Linked DNA regions of Drosophila melanogaster: region 2 is linked to region 1. Evidence: chromatin contacts called from public targeted proximity ligation data. All regions are on one chromosome and are shown on one strand. The core of a region is the stretch at or near the end of the contact, and the rest is flanking DNA. Distances in the headings are between cores, read along the strand shown.

Region 1 (4,825 bases), core at 2,060-4,559:
ACCGGTTCATTTCGGTGGCACGCACCTTGGACATAAATTGCCGGAGCACATACGGCCAAGTTCCAGCGGGCAAAATGCTCTTACCCGTAACGCCACCTTTCCACCTGTCTTCGCCTCATGCTCGCTTTGCATGGTTCAGGTGTACAGCAGGGGCCACATGTTTAGTGTCTTCAAAAAAAATACTAATCTCATATAACAGAAAGTAATTGTAATAGTTGTGTTGCTTTCCATGGGGTTTCCCTTTTCCCCTTTTTCAAAACGTTCATTCGAGTTTTTTTTTTTTAACTTTGATTTTAACTTTTAACTTAACTTTGATTTTAAATTTTTTGTAGCTACTTTGCTATTCTAAGACTCAGTATGCTAAAGCATGAGCACTTTTCTGCCTGAAAGCTCAAGTACGCTTGCTGAAACCAACCAACGAATCCAAATGTAAATGAATCTTAGTAAATAAAGTGCATATTTGTATTAATTCTTTTTTCTGGAATTCAAAACTCCTAATTGGTTAACCGCGGCTGTATACATATGTTCATGTCTGACGGCCATGTTTGTTTGCCTGGACTTCGTCTCGTTTGCGTTTTCATTTTTTCATCTCCTATATAGCATATTTCTTTGCGCTCAATTTCCTGTATTTTGTTGCCGTCGTAGCCATTTCCTGTTATTGCATTTTTAAGCAGGACTTTTTGATGGAGCTTCATGGAGAAGGGGATGGGGAAAGCGGCGAGCCTGAGCAGCCTGATGCCGGTGCAAATAAGTGCACAAGTTTTTTGAAATATTAGCAACTATTAAAATGCAATTAATTTTGAGTGAAAAATTCCCAAAATACTCGACCTAAGAGGCTTTTTGTGTAGTCTTCAGTTGCTCGAGTGGACTAGCTCACATGCTCTTCATAATGGCAGGGAGTCCATGCGCCATTAGGCATGAATGTTTTCAAGTCCTGCTCTTTCTTTATTTGTTCTTGGAATATTTTCGAATTTTTCCCAGAGCATGGGTAATTGGTCGGGCAGACTTCTTGGGCGACACGACACCAGAGCGTGAAATTGTAAATAATTCAGTCTCCTCTACTAGCAAATAAATAAAGCACACAAATGTTTTCCACAATCTTTCTCAAAAGGGTCAATCGTTGTTTGTTTCCTAAGGTTATTAGTTAAGTTATTCAAACCACATGGGCTCAAGCAGAAAAACCAAATAAAAACTATTATATTTTTGAAAATTAAATATATATTTAAGCCAGCTTCTTCTACTTACTTGTTCATGAACAAGGGCTGTCCATTGGTCCAGTCCTCGGAGAAGATGTGCAGCGACATTGGCCGCGGACCACTTTGTGCCGGGCACACCACCCTCATGGGTCGCAGGGGTCGTCCGGAGTAAATCATCAAGCGGTTCTTGGTGTGACACCGCATGGCATCCTCGGAGGTGGGATCCACGGGCAGATAGGCGCCCCAGGTCTGAACGAAGAGTGACCTCTCGGCCGATTGTGCTTCGATGTACCAGGCCAGGCCTTCACAGCTTGCGTCCTGAGTCTTAAGAGGATACTTGAGTTCGTCCTCCCCTCCGGCTCCTTTGAGTTTCAACTGCTTCCTGCAGTCCGGTTGTCTCTTGAATTCGTAGGAAGCCGAGAAGAAGACATCCGCAAAGTCCTCCGATATATTTAATCTCGTGACCGTGAAGGACAGCTCCATAATCCTCGAATGCGAAACGAAAGTGAGCGGTGCATTGCTGTACAAGGCACTGGAGTTATCGCAGAAGCAGCCCAGTTGGATTTTCACGTCCCTAAATGGAACATCGAACAGTCGCAGCTCCGTGATGCGGCCCTCCGGATCCAGTTGATTGCAGCGGGGTCTGCCTGTATGCAGATCCGAGTCAGTGGTACAGGCTGTACCTTCTCCGAAGGACACGTTATGCAGGACCAGTTTCACCCTCTCCGAAGGACCCGCTTCAAAGCGATACAAGCAGGTTATGTTCTTGGCTCCGCCTCGTCCGTACAGAAACACATTCCTGGGAACCTGAATGTTGCCCTTACGCTTCTTGAAAATTCTTGAGCAGAGTGGCGGAACCGGATCTTCTCCCCGTCTTCCCGCCCACGTCTCGCCGCCCTGCTCCGTGTCCACAAACTCGTAGTTCAGAGCAAACTGAGCGGGAAACAGGGCGGTGCCGGTATGCGTGTGGAACTCCAGTTTCTGTCAGGGGAAATGGTAATAAGAGAGTTGAAATACTGTGAAAAACTGTAGCCTTCAATAAGATTACAATAAAATGGTATATTAAAGCGAACTGCAATGTTAGCTACTTTTAATATTTTCAAAGCTCTGCTCAGTTTATAAAGTATTTGCAAGCTTTGTAAATAGTTTTATTGAAAAATGATATGTGGGCTGATAAAAAATTCTGTGAAAATGATTTGTCCTACATCTGACATAATATTCAACTTCAATAAATATTCCGCTAGAGGAATAAACTGTGCCACGTTTAATTTATTTTTGGAAACTCTTTAATATTGACAGTGCCAGCTTGTGCACATGTGTATTTAATTTAGGGGAGCTTATGGATATTTCGTAAAGTTCTTTATGACTGCACGGAGAGCGCGGAATTGCACAATGCGCGGCGGCTTCAATTTGGCATCACAATATTTGCAGTTCATATTTGTCAACGAGGAGCGACGTCAAAAAGGCTAAGCAAGCTTATTGCGGTTGTCTGTTTGTCCGTGCATGCCGTCAATGCCGCCCCCATTCCTGCCCACGGCCACGCCAACGCCCACTTGCCGCTCCCCCATTTGCCTTTGTATTGTGTGCGTGTGTGTGTGTGTGAGAGGGGGCCGGGGGCTGGCTTTGGCGAATTTGAATTTGGCGCCTGCCCCTGGGAAATTCGCTCTGCTCCTTCGTTATTTGTGCACGTCTGGCGATGCAGTCGAGTGTTTAATTTGATTAATTTTGTCAAGTTTAAAGCAAACACGAATCGCTCTGCACTCTGCCAAAAAATTCCCAGCTTCCGGCTGCCAGTTTGCAGCTCTTCAGTTTCTCCAGCTGCGTTTTATTTATTTGTGAGGGCCCTTGGGCGTGCCAAATTGGGCACTCTGCACTCGGTGCTCGCCCGGCAGCCAAGGTGCAGTCACAAAGTCGTGTTCCCCCACTGACTAATTTTTATTTTATTTTATTTTTTTAAGCCCTGGCCAAAACAATGAAAACAAACAGTGCCAGCTGACAAATTAGAAAAGTCCTTCGGTTAACTTCTAATTTTCCCGACTTGGTTGTGATGCCAAACGCAGCCGGAAGGTAGGCTACGGTTTTTATTGCTCTTCCGGCGGCGAAGATAAAATGTTGCCTACTTTTAGGCTGCTGCAACTATCCAATTACAACCGGAATTGAGTTAAGTTAGATGACTTCGAGCAGAAATAAAAACCATTTTTGCTGTATCTTTAAACATATTTCAAAACATAATAAATGATGGTATATAAGGGCTTTTTAATGCTAATCATAGTCTTATTTAGCTGAATAAATGATCAAGATGTCTGTTTGCATTGATAACAAATGAACTGATGTCGGACAAATCTGAAGAAAACGTTTACTACATTCCATTTATCGACATCTATCCAAATTGAATCTTTTGATTTACTTACCAAATCCCTTCCGGTGCTCACGTAGCTCTCCAGCGGACTGCAGGGTCTCTGCTTATTGCCCCCCATCACGGCACTACTTCCGCTCACTCCACTTCCGATGGCAGTGTGATCGCACAGCTTCGGAGTCTCGTAGTCGTAGATCTCCAGCATGAGGCGACGCTTGCCCTTGGTGCTCATCAGGGCCACTGCACTATTGCGATCCGAGCTGACGACGGCAGCTGCCGAGACTTCCTTGGAGGACTTGCCGCTGGAAATGTAGTTGAGGCTGTCCTTGACCCCGGAGATTGTCTTGCCGGAGCCAGCGGATCCAGTCGATCCTCCGCCAGGACCTCCACCCTGATAGCCGCTGTACTTGTTCTCCTGGTTGAACACACTCGACTGCGTGGGGCCGTAGATGTAGGTGTCCACCGGATTCCAGGCATTGTCGATGTTCACTCGCAGATTCCGATTCAGCTTCGGATTGCTGGCGCTGTAGTAGTAGCTGCCGTAGTTGCTCTGGTTTAGGAGGGTTGGCTTGCCCCCGTCCGCCGATGAGGCAACGGGGGGTGGCGGTGGCGGTTGGCCGGTGGTTGAACTTGTCGATTTCATGGGCACATATGTGCCATAGCTGTCCCACATCCTCAGGCGCGTTATCCAAGGTGGCAGATCGCTCTGCAGGAAGACAATTGGAGAGCGAAAAGAAAGCGAACACATGTTATTGTTTAATTCGTTTGTTGGCATTATTTTAACCTGCACTGAGAGAAATTAGCAGGCAGAATTTCATGTTTTAAGAAAACTATACCAACTTCTAATGCTTATTCTTGGGAATTAATAATTGCAATTTTATATTTATAATTAATTAATTAATTAATTAAAGATGATTACACATATTATGAATATACTTAAATAGCATTTGTATCCTTTGAAATGGTTTCCTATGATTTGAAATTTTGAATACTATAAAATTCGATTTCCTCACTTGAATGTTACGAATGTTTTTCTCGAGTACTTGGGTGTGATTCGTGCCATTCACTCCACGCGTTTTCCACGCTTTCCCTTTGGCTCTCTGTTGTTTTTCCTTGTTAGTTTGCCGCTCGCCCTCCGTTTGTCACATGTCATATTCAAACAGTTGTAAGTGTGAGTTATTTGTCGTTTGTCACTGTCCCCAGTAGAAAGGCTCCACACTCGTCGGCTTTGTAGTTGTAGTCGCAGTCTTTGCATTCCTCACAGTCTCCTTGT
Region 2 (5,451 bases), core at 2,875-5,374, 91 kb after region 1:
AAGGTTACACAAGGTAAGCAGATCTATGAAAAAGAAACTCTATGTATTAAGACTAAGGATATTCAAGGGTACTATGCAATCGTTACTTTCATAAAACTCCCATAGCTGTTATTATTTTTGCTGGCACCGAGCCCATAGCCAAAAAGTATGCTACGCATCCCATAGACGCAAATTATGATGTCGGCTGATGCGAGCAAACGAGAAACAAACAGGCGGCAGGATGGAGAAAGTGGAGAGAGTGGGGATAGAGAAAGGAGCCAGACACTCGGGCGTGTTGGTGTGCGTGTGGGCCTCGTCGATGCGTTTTTATGCCCAGACAATTTGATGGGGCAGGCTCATAAATATTTTTGCTCAAGTTAATTGAAACATTACCAAAAAATGCTTGTTGGCAAATATTGAACGTTTTTTGCTGTTTGCAGGACTCGCATACTCACACACAAGACTAATGGGCGCTTGTACGCACACATGTACACATCCATTTTTTAGCATAAAACGATTTTTTGTAATGATTTATTGGCAGTTGATGGATATAAATGGATGGAGAAATGTTTGCCTGTTGTTATATGGCAAACAGTTTCCACGGAAATTTAATGGCAACCAGTGCGAACCAAGAAAAATGCAGGACCTCAAATTCCAGGCGATTGTGTATTTTTGCTCTTAATTGTCCTCTTAGTTGCTTATTGTAAATATCAAAAGATTGCTATCGGCCAATTAGCAAAAGTCATTTTACATCTCAATATTTTATAAAATATTATTTTTATTATAATCATCGAGAAATTGCTGAACGCAAATGAAACTCCAAAGTGCAGTTTCAGGATCAGTATCAAATTTCTGATTAAATATTTCTATTAACATAAATGTTGTGTGTCTTTATAAAACCACAGAACCAATTCGTTATGTATTAACCAATAAATTATGATTTTTAGGCCAAACTGAGCTCCTCTCAACCGCAGCATATTAATACTTATCAAATTTATAGCAAATTGTTTGCTTTGTAAACCATTAAAATTGCATATTTACTTTCGTTTGGGCAAAAAACTGCAACCACATAATTTGGCAACATTTTGCGGTTGAACTTTCTCTTTTCTCGGCACTTTTTCTCCAGTTAATTTTGCGGGTTTTAATTAAAATTTGTTTGCGCCACACAAAGCCTGTCATTTTTGTTGCTTTTTGTCTGGTGGTCTTTTCTGATTAGGGTTGAGTTCCCTCCGCCCAAAAACAAAATCGCACGCTGTGTGCCGACCTTTTAATAATGCCGATGAAAAAGTATACCTACGAAATTTGACAGACAGCCGAAGAAACGCAGGCGACGGCAGCTAATTGAAAAAATACATTTTAATAGCATAATTTTTCCAGCTTGCGGTTTGTCGAAGGGCCGCGGAATGTCTGGGAAACACGGTGGGGAAAATGTGAAAATGTGAGCGCCGGAAGTTTTCCGGAGAAACCTGCCGTTCGTTATTGGTTATCACCTGGCGGAAATCTACGGGAAAATGGCAGAAGAAAGTCACGTCTCGACATCAAACACTATTCAAATGAAATTTGTTTTTGATTAGACAATTTCTATGCAAAAATCGCAACGCCGGGATTTTAATAAAACAAATTGGTTTTCCCTCGCTCACCTCACTTCTTATTTCATTCGCCCCGTTTACTTACAGCTAAATTAAATTAAATTAAAAATTCAATGACAGGACATTAGAAGAGCGACCAGATTGAATTCCTCATCTTGCCCAGAAGTTTGTCTTCTCGTATCGACGATGCAAATGGGAGTGTCCAGAATATATTTCCGTGTATATGTGTCGAAATCTGTTGATGACGCCTTGCACAATAAACCGCAGTCTATTGTGTGTTGATTCCATTCGAAACTGATTGGAATAGCTCCTTTTGGAGTGGGTTTTAAATAATTCGTTAGATTTGAGGTTTCATGGCTTGCGGCTTTTATTGGGCCTTTAAATTGGTAGCGAAAGCTTGTCGCAAACTGTGGCAATGACACACAGGCCACTTATTATTTGTGGTCAAGCAGAAAATTATAATAACTAATAATGAAGTTGAAATTGCCTGATCAAGCGTCTAAATCTCAGCTAAAAGTAAGACTCCAAGTACCTTTTTTATATAAAAAAATCAGCAAGTTAAGCATTACTTCCAAGACATTAGAGTAATAATACCTTATGGATTAATAATTTAAAAACATCTACTACTCTGTTATTTTCAGTGTATCTGTATTTGTATTTTCAGTGAGAATAAAGAATCTTGCTGATGCATTAGATTGGCTTTAGAGTCAGCACTTAAAAAGTCGAGTTCATAGGTTGAGTGGATAACCAATCTTAGATCCAAAGGTCTTTAAAGGACCCAGTTCTTACCCAGTTCCCGTAAACTCTATCCTTTTTGACACAGAGTCAAAAGTTACGCAGTTGCCGAGAAGTTAAGTGCAGGATGCAAATGCTAAAGCTCCTTCCCAAAAGACCGAAAAGGTAAAATGTAAATATGCAGACTGCGGAGACAAAGTCTTGGCCTTTGAGCCGTAAGTTTTACGGGACTGCATATGTGAAAAGGAGCTGGAAGTTGGAGTTTATGGTTTCCCCAACCCTATCCACCGAGCCCAGAACTTCATTAGGCCAAGTGCATCCTCCCACACACAGTGATGGTTGACCATCTAATAAATTGAAATATATGTAGGTAACACCCACTCCTGCCACCACCAACATACAGATATGGTTAGAGCAGTGTCTAATTTGTGTAATTATTGTTGAAAAGCATAATCAAACATCTAAAAAAATTATAATGATTAATAATTCATTTTTTCATTTTTGATGATTTACAATGCACTTTATCAACATAAATCCATGCTAATAGCAATTTAATCTCATTTAAATTTCCATTTCTATTCTTTTTTTCAGTTCCCTTCCAACATAAGTTTATACTATTTCGTTAAGTATGCTCGTTACAAATTAAGCTAAAAATAATGAATGTTCTATGTAAGATACACTACTATTTTGGCCGCAGGTGTAGCGGTATTGCACCACTTTCATTTGCGTTAATAACGCCAACGGTCAGCTTTGATTGTGCATTTTGTGAGTGAAATAGAAGTGGAGGCGGTGAATCCTGTCCAGCGGCAGAAGAAGATGTTGTGCTCGCAGTTCTGCTGAATTGGGCAAAAGTTTGGGGCTCCTTTCTCCATTACGTGGCGACGCTCGACTCGAACTCGAACTCGAAAGCCACTTGGGCAATTAGAGCTCTGAAAAAGTTTGTCCAGCGCCATCGCCATCGTCATAGCCATCGCCAACAGCATCATCATCATCATCATCATGATGGTCGTCATCAGGACAACTGTGAAACTTTCGTCAAGCGTTTGGGAGTTGAAGTTTTCGCCCTTTTCGGCTGCTCGTCCTGCGGTAATTGCGTGCGTATTGTTAGGCGAAGGCATTCAGGATCCCATTTTCAGTGGAAGGAGCAGGAGCAGGGGAAAATTGCAGTCGAAACGTGAGACTTTGGGCTGTGTGAATTGCGGGCATAGCAGATGTAATTCGAGTAAATAATTTATTTTGCATCGCACTCAGTGCGGCGTTTTGCTCTGACGTCCAATAAATGCATCTCTGCACCTAATAAATCTGCCAAATCAATAAACGTAGATTGTAGGAACATATATCCTCAAGTTGGATTATCATTATGATTTTACAAACCTTTTTGCAAACAAATTCATTCGCTTTTCTTATTTTCGCAATTGTTTTGCTCTGCACACAATAAAAACTACTTTCTGTGGAATTATCTAATTCCCAGGCATAAGCAGAATATGAGTTTATATGTAAATGCGGCTGCATATCCAAGCCGCTCATATCCAAGCCGCTCATATCCAAGCCGTATCCTTAGACCCTTGACCCATCGGATGATGATTGCTCTGATTTCCAATACGCTTGTTGAGCATCCAGTTTCTCCGGGGGCAACAACATAAAATGCATATCAAGTTCAAATTGAATATCCTCATTTGACGCATGGAGCAGCCAGGAAACACGGACAAAAGCCCGCTGAACAGAAACAATGTATGCAATCCCTGTTCATGGCAAGTAAAATACACCTTTGTGTGTTGCCTATAAAAAATGCAGTAAAGGAGTGGAAATTCTGGGCGAGCAAGCAGATTCCCATCAGTTTCAGCTCTGTGTCCGTGTCCTGGCATTAAGCACTAAAAAATGCAGAAATGAGAAAAGGCAAGGAGCAGTGGAGCAGGGGAGCGGCTGCAGCTAGTCAATAGTGGCAATAGCTCCAAAGTACTACAAGAAACACGGGAATACAGGCCAGAAGAGCGGCAACAGGCCACCACATTATGACAACAATAAAACGACGAATGGCAATAAGAAATATAAAAAACCCCAAAGAGCAGACTGACTTACGGCGAGGGGTGACTGGTAACTTTCAGGATGTCACCATAATTTCATGGCCAGTAAAAATTTCCAAAAAAAAAAAAAGGGTTACGATAACCCAACAGGGTAGGTGTATAATATATATACTTAATACTAGCCATAAATTATATAGAAATATTAAGGAAGTAAAAGTAATAATAATAACCATAATTTTTTATAACATATTCCATTTCATAACTTTTTTAACAATTGTTAAAAATCTTCATATTTTCTGCGTACAGGTGAATTTAATTGGTATTAGTAATAGTATGCTATAAGTTTTATGATAGTATAATAAAGATAGTAAGTCATGAAAAGTGCACTTGATTATCTTTCTTACTTGGAAATAAAATGGAATGTCGCCTTTTTCAATAAATATTAAGGACTCAGCCACCATAAAAAAGAATCTATAAGATCAAATCGTGTAAAAGCATAAGTATAGTTTTCCATTTTTTGAAGTACTAAATATTAACTTACCAGATGGGAAACGGTTGTTATTTTTCAAACGAACCTCGCCCATAACCGATGCTTAGAGCTTACTGCTCCAACTCGGCATTACCGGCACTGCCGACAAACAAAGGATGCACGGCCAACACATTCTTCTGCTCCTCCGCCTTCGTATCAGCCACGCCCCCTGGATCTTAGCTTTTTACCGATTTTCTGGATGGCCAACAGCAGCAACAACGAATCGTGCAGCAAACGAGGCAGCCACAGAGAGATGAAAAGATAAGCAAAGATTGCGAAAATTGTATTTTCCATTGTGGCAGCGTGGTGGGAAGGGGAAGGTGTCCGTGTCTTGGCCAAAGGATGCAGGCGGAAACAAAAGGGAAATGCCGAAACCGTTTGCTCCATGAGTCCTCAATGGGCATCGGGGTGCGGTGGCAACCCTTTTCGGAGAACCCTTTTCGAAAACTGGCAAGACGAAGGGTGCACTGAAAAAATAGATTCATTATATATAGAGTATTTCTTTCAATAAGCCAATTATATTCGTCGTATTGTATGGTTTTCGACTTACTGATTTGAGCTTGGGATATCAATGGTATTAATCAAGATATTCAAA

What was found.
Region 2: a targeted proximity ligation map of the Kc167 cell line shows a contact between it and region 1, with 4 times the contacts expected there. A contact is called at or near these places in 22 of 107 Hi-C or Micro-C datasets (the Kc167 cell line, the ML-DmBG3-c2 cell line, the OSC cell line and 9 more) and 2 of 7 datasets of targeted methods (both in the Kc167 cell line).

Annotation. Positions count from the first base shown.
Region 1 is chr3L:19,346,627-19,351,451 of dm6, forward strand. It overlaps CG32206, which reads right to left. Exons shown (of 14, transcript NM_176360.2): 11 at 3,608-4,258; 12 at 1,246-2,177. Among named protein-coding and RNA genes, the nearest start is that of pip, 11 kb to the left of the region's middle.
Region 2 is chr3L:19,437,071-19,442,521 of dm6, forward strand. lncRNA:CR45732 (long non-coding RNA:CR45732) reads right to left here and starts at 4,125. Exons shown (of 2, transcript NR_125001.1): 1 at 3,678-4,125; 2 at 2,857-3,605. It overlaps CG33062, which reads right to left. Exons shown (of 4, transcript NM_001202201.2): 3 at 4,869-5,323; 4 at 4,649-4,798. The coding sequence ends at 5,033.